Linked DNA regions of Danio rerio: region 1 is linked to region 2. A link is a contact called in public HiChIP or PLAC-seq data. All regions are on one chromosome and are shown on one strand. Each heading gives the region's core, a stretch centred on a gene start, on an enhancer-like site or on the middle of the called end of the contact. The rest is flanking DNA. Distances are from core to core; before and after follow the strand shown.

Region 1 (2,990 bases), core at 61-2,560, 160 kb before region 2:
AAAATATATCATCATAACAAATAACCACAGTTTATCAGAAGATTGTTTTAATTAGTTGATTCAAAAATTTTCTTTAGTAAATAGTAAAATAAAATATTAAATAAATAAATACTACTAAAAAAATTCAATAAAATGCTAATGATTATAAATTCTTTAATGCTTTAATGGATTTATATACACACATACAGTACACACCCAAATACATATCCTGTAATGGTCTGATAACAATTCTTAATACGAAATAAAACTAAATGTCAAATATTTCATAAGAATTCTCAAATTAAATACATTGTTGTTTATTTTAAGGGTAATTAAAACAGCAATAAATAAAATCTGGTAATTTTCTTAATTTTTTCCATAGTGATTGAGGTAAAGTTGGTTTTATATTCACACATGTGTTTTTTTTTTACAATTTTTGAACAGTGACGCTCTCAATATTGTTTAACCCTTGCTGTTTTGAATATTCAGTCTGAAATCTCATGCAAGTATAACTTCAAAACAACATTATCACTATTTAATTACTGTAAACAACATTGTACTTTGATAGTGATAGCTAATATGATTTTCATATTTAGAATTTGAAATGTTTTTCGGAAATTATATTATTAAAGAAAAGCCAGAATGTGCAGAATATAAAATGAACTGTACCCCAATCCCATAGTGCTTACTCTCTCCTTCCATATATATTTTACATATAAGCATATTAGATATAAATGTGTACACTATTGTTTTCAAATATCTGTAGTGAAAACAAAATACAAATAAAAAATAAATATAAATAAACAATCTGCAAAAGGATTTAGCATAACAAAAACATAAAAATTGACAATTTAACACATTTTTAATGTAACAAACAGTAATGTACATAATGTATAATGTATTAAAACAGCTAAAATGTTTACTTTTTCCTCTGACACTTTAAAACACTTTAACATGACATATGTATGATCTATATCTGTCTATTAATTTCTCTTTCACTATTTCTTTATAGTCGTATTCATTTCTATAATCAATACATTTAATACTATTATTCATGACAGTTTTACAATGACAAAATCTTTAGTTTAGTGTCGTTGGGGTTGAAGGAATAACCAATTTCTACCATGTTCTAGTTCAGAAAGCTGTCGGTTTCAAATTCGACAGCAGGATAAATATACTCTTTGAATGTCACGTGTTATTAAATTCTAATAAATTGAATATTATGATTTGTACAGTAATCTTACCTGAATAATGTTCATTACAAGCGTGGTGTTTGTATTCCTCGATCATGTGTTTACTACGCAGCCGCTGTCAACCTTGAACTCAGTTGCATCATCGTTGCTAAACAAGTCTCTTTCTGATTGGCTGAGATTACAACAGTTCGGCCGCTGATTGGCTGTAGTGTCATCGACGCTGCTGTCAACACCAGAAAAACATGGCGGCTCCCGTTAGAGGCATGGCTGTATCCAGCAGCATAGGAAACACAACTAGTTTTCAGAAGAAAACCCGCAGCAAGCTAGTTTTTATTCCTGGTACCAGACCATCGGTGCAGAATGGACAGCTTTTAGTGTCGTCTGGCGTCAGCTCGCTTGACTATGTGATTGGTTAGTATTATTCGATGGGTTGAAGCTCAGTCAAGTTTTAATGCATTGTGTTATTGAGGTAAAGTTGGGTTTATGTTCGCACACTAAGACTTTATCCTTAATATAATTTCAGAAAAGTGTTCTTTGCTAGTTTTAAACAGGTTAATTATATTAACATTAGCAGTCAATTGTGTTAATATCATACTTGCTTGCTTTTTCAGACCCAGTTTGGTAAACAATGTAACACCGTCTCATAAGTTGTCACTGTTAAAAAAATAATAAATATGCGAATTTAAAACCAACTTTACCTCAATCGTTACGTTCATATTTTTCAAATGCCACTCTATGCCTAAATGTTTTTTTTTTTTTTCGAGAACATTCCCTAGTACTAAACTTCCAACTCTCATACTTGTCATTTATGAAAGCATAGGCTATTAACGTCACTGAGAAATATACTTATTAGTTCACAAAGAACGTTTTTGGTTCCTCAAGATGTAATCTTTGCATTTATATGACGCTAAGTTGTACTAAATGAAATATGTTTGTGTTTTATATTCCTTGTGATGTTCATCTGATAATGATTACCTTGCTTGGTGATGGATAAGTAATGGTTGTGTTTAGTAATTAATTGAGGTAAAGTTGGTTTTATATTCACACATTCTGACTTTATCCTTAATATAATTTCAGAAAAGTATTATTTGAGAATTATGATTAGGGAAATATATAAACAGTCAATGACTATTCAAGTATAACATTGTTCACAGTCAATTAAGTTATTTTGAAGTCATACTTTCGATTTTCAGAGCCAATATTCAAAGTAGTGTGGTAAACAATATTAATACCGTGTCACGAGTTGTCACTGTTAAAAATGAACACGTGTGAACATAAAACCAACTTTCTCTCAACCATTACGTCATATATTTCACTTTATGCCTTCATATTTTCATAAATTGAGAACATTCCCTAGTATTACACTTTCCACCGACACCCTTGTCATTTATAAAAGCATAATATTTCATTAGGATGTAATCTTTGCATTTATATGACGCTTAGTTGTACTATATAAAATATGTTTGTGTTTTATATTCCTTGTGATATTTGTTTGATAATGATCACTCAACTTTGGCATGTTGACATAGTAAAAGTGACAGAGAAATAATGGTTATGTTTAGTAATTTAGGTAAAGTTGGTTTTATCATTTATATCACACAATCTGACTTTCTCCTTAATAATGTAATTTCAGAAAAAGTATTCTTTGCAAATGTTAAATAGTAAAATCATATTAGCAATCAATGACTATCAAAGTGCAACATTGCTTAGTCAATTCAATTGTTTTGAAGTCATACTTACTATTTCAGAGGAAATATTCATTGTAGTGTGGTAAACAATATAAATACCATCTCACAAGTTGTCACTGTTACACAAAGA
Region 2 (2,789 bases), core at 19-2,518:
GGGAGGGAATGGGCCTGACGTCACATTAAGAATATGAACAAAAGAATGAATCGATAAATAAACCAATAACGCGCTAAAATATTGCTTTATTGCTCGATATGGCCACAGTTTTGCCGACAGTTTACTAATAAAATCTTTTTATATATGTTATTTCATTCATTTATTTTCCTTTGGCTTAGTCCCTTTATTAATCAGGGGTCGCCACAGTGGAATGAACCGCCAACTTATCCAGCAAATGTTTTACACACACACACACGCACACACACACACACACACACACACACACACACATATATATATATATATATATATATATATATATATATATATATATATATATATATATATATATATATATATCTATATATATATATGCTATATCCTATATATTCTATGTTATTTATTTCTGTTTAATTTATACGTTGCGCAATGAGTACAAAAATTGTTTAGCAGTTCAACATGCAATTATAACAGTAAAGCGCCTTCCATAACATGTTGTTGTTGTTGTTGTTGTTGTTGTTAAATATGTTTAGTAACTTAATTAGCTGCTGTATCACAATTGCTAAATAATTTTGGCATATTTGTTCTTTCACTTACGAAATTGTAATATAATTTGTTTTTAATTTGTGAATTGCTACTAAATGCTTTTAAGGCTAAATGCATTTTAATCTGATCAAAATAATTCTGCGATGATGTTGGCTATATCTACTGTAATGAAATTAAATAAATTATCTCATATTATAAAAATGTGCTCAAACAAATCCTTCCAAATTCACTTTGTCCAATTGTTTATAAATTGTCATACGAATAATAAATAAATATATACTTTTTAAAGTTGTGGCTTACGTATAATACAAATATTACATTTGATTGATTGGATCAACATAAAAAAACATAGTCTTAATTAGAAATCAATGCTCTATCTAAATATTTTTAAAATATTTAGATAATGTACAGCACATATAATTGGTTTGTGATGTAGGCTACAGTTCCAGTTTTGTGAAATCTTTCCTGATAAAACATGAATGAATATAAGAAGTAAATAGTCACGGCTGTTTGAAATGTGTAGTTATTTAAATACATTTTTCTATTGAATAAAAACCGAACGGGATAAAATGCAGTAGCCTAAATTTGATATTAACTTACCGGAATATTTCCGACTTCTGATCAATATCCTGCTGTTTCAAGCCCTTGCGCTGGAATTAATTAAAACGATCTCATGAGTCCAGATTGTGTCACGTTTGAATCCCGTACGGTGTGGAAATGTCAGCGAGAATGAAAAAAAAACGGTGTAACCCTCACTGACTGTAAACTTTCTCTTAATATCAGCCTCAGCCCTCCACCGATTGGTCAAATGACGTGCCACGTCACGCTGGAAAATAGTTCTCATACAGCCAAGCATGCAACACATCAGGGGAACTCCGTGCGCTCACATTAACATTGATTTTCAAGACCTGTCAAGACTTTTGCCCTATATTTCTAAGACGAATTTGGAAGTGTTCTGCTTCTGTGTATTTTAAATATTTTCTTTGATATCTAATGACAGAAATGTACTGCTGTGATAAAAAAGTAATAATGGAACAATATAATATTGTCATTAATAATTATAAAATAAGCCGGATTATTAAGTATTTCAAATGCCTCTATTAAAAAACAAAGGCAAATCTGAATACATCCAATTAGGGAATAAGTTAATTAGACTTCTGTTTTTCCCATTTCGTTGTGTGTGTTCACTTATGAGCACAAGGAAAATTGAAAATAGTTTTCTTTGCTAGGCTAGCTTATATATTTAAGGAATTTCAGAAAGCCTATTTTTAAAGGCATTTCCAACACCTTGCATGTTATTTTTTTATAATGCAATTTTCTTATTTGAAACGTCAAGATGTCAGATGCTATATTCTTTAGCCTATCTTTTTGATTCCAGGTTGCTAACCGTCTGTTAAGCAAATATTAGCCAAGGCGTCACGGAGATCTTATTTACCCTCCTCATTCAGGTGGAAAATCAAATGGTTAACCGGTACAACAGCGCGTTTAGCGATACTGTTTGTTTCCACCATAGCTGACTGTGCGAGTTTTTAATGTGCTCTTCATAAATCTGATGCGCATTAATGTATATTTATGAAACCTAAACAAAAAAAAAGAGAAACTGGAGCTCACAGGATGTGGAGTAAAGGTGAAGCTACATAATTTTTACTTCAAATGACGTATCAGTGTCCACGGTGCGTAAATGCGCAACAGCTCTGCAGTGTGTCTCTCAGGAAATGAATGGGTTGTGTTGGTTCTTTAGGACATATAGAGCAGGTATGGGACGCACAAGCATCATTCAGCCCTTTGTTTGACGTAACCACAATTAAGAGCTACAGAAACCGTGCAACGCTGCAGGGTTCTCCAGGTGATCGCTGGAAACCGCACGGCTTATCATGCGGTCAATAAAAGAAGACGCTGCGCGGCGCTCGGACCAGGTGCCTCCGTTCCCTGATCCACGACGCCCCGCTCTCAAGAACCCGACCAGGCGTGAAGGGAAATCTGTTCAGCCGGCCTCTCAGCATCCTCTCTCTCTCTCTCTCTCTCTCCCTCTCTCCCCCTCTCTATCTGTCTCTCTCCCCCTCACACACACACATACTTATGTGTAACAATAAGTGCAGGTGGTGTTAAAAATTCGAGTTTAATGTGCGATGCTTGTGGTTATTATTTTTAGCAGTAACTTTAGCGTTTGGATATTGACAAATATAGACAAACTCAGCCATTAAGTTTAAGCGTCATTTAAACTTAATTGAAAAAGCTAAATG

Evidence for each region. HiChIP or PLAC-seq counts read pairs in DNA pulled down with a chosen protein or histone mark.
Region 1: an H3K4me3 HiChIP or PLAC-seq map of embryo shows a contact between it and region 2, with 3 times the contacts expected there. The contact joins the promoter of immp1l here to the promoter of pax6b in region 2. A contact is called at or near these places in 1 of 18 Hi-C or Micro-C datasets (an unstated tissue) and 1 of 4 datasets of contacts at active chromatin or transcription factors (embryo).

The regions. Positions count from the first base shown.
Region 1 is chr7:16,029,647-16,032,636 of GRCz12tu, reverse strand. immp1l (inner mitochondrial membrane peptidase subunit 1) reads right to left here and starts at 1,310. Exons shown (of 6, transcript NM_001386391.1): 1 at 1,224-1,310. elp4 (elongator acetyltransferase complex subunit 4) reads left to right here and starts at 1,386. Exons shown (of 10, transcript NM_001017638.1): 1 at 1,386-1,583. The coding sequence starts at 1,415.
Region 2 is chr7:15,866,859-15,869,647 of GRCz12tu, reverse strand. It overlaps pax6b (paired box 6b), which reads right to left and starts at 1,268. Exons shown (of 12, transcript NM_131641.1): 1 at 1,147-1,268. All of the region lies in intron 1 of LOC141375323 (a long non-coding RNA gene), which reads left to right.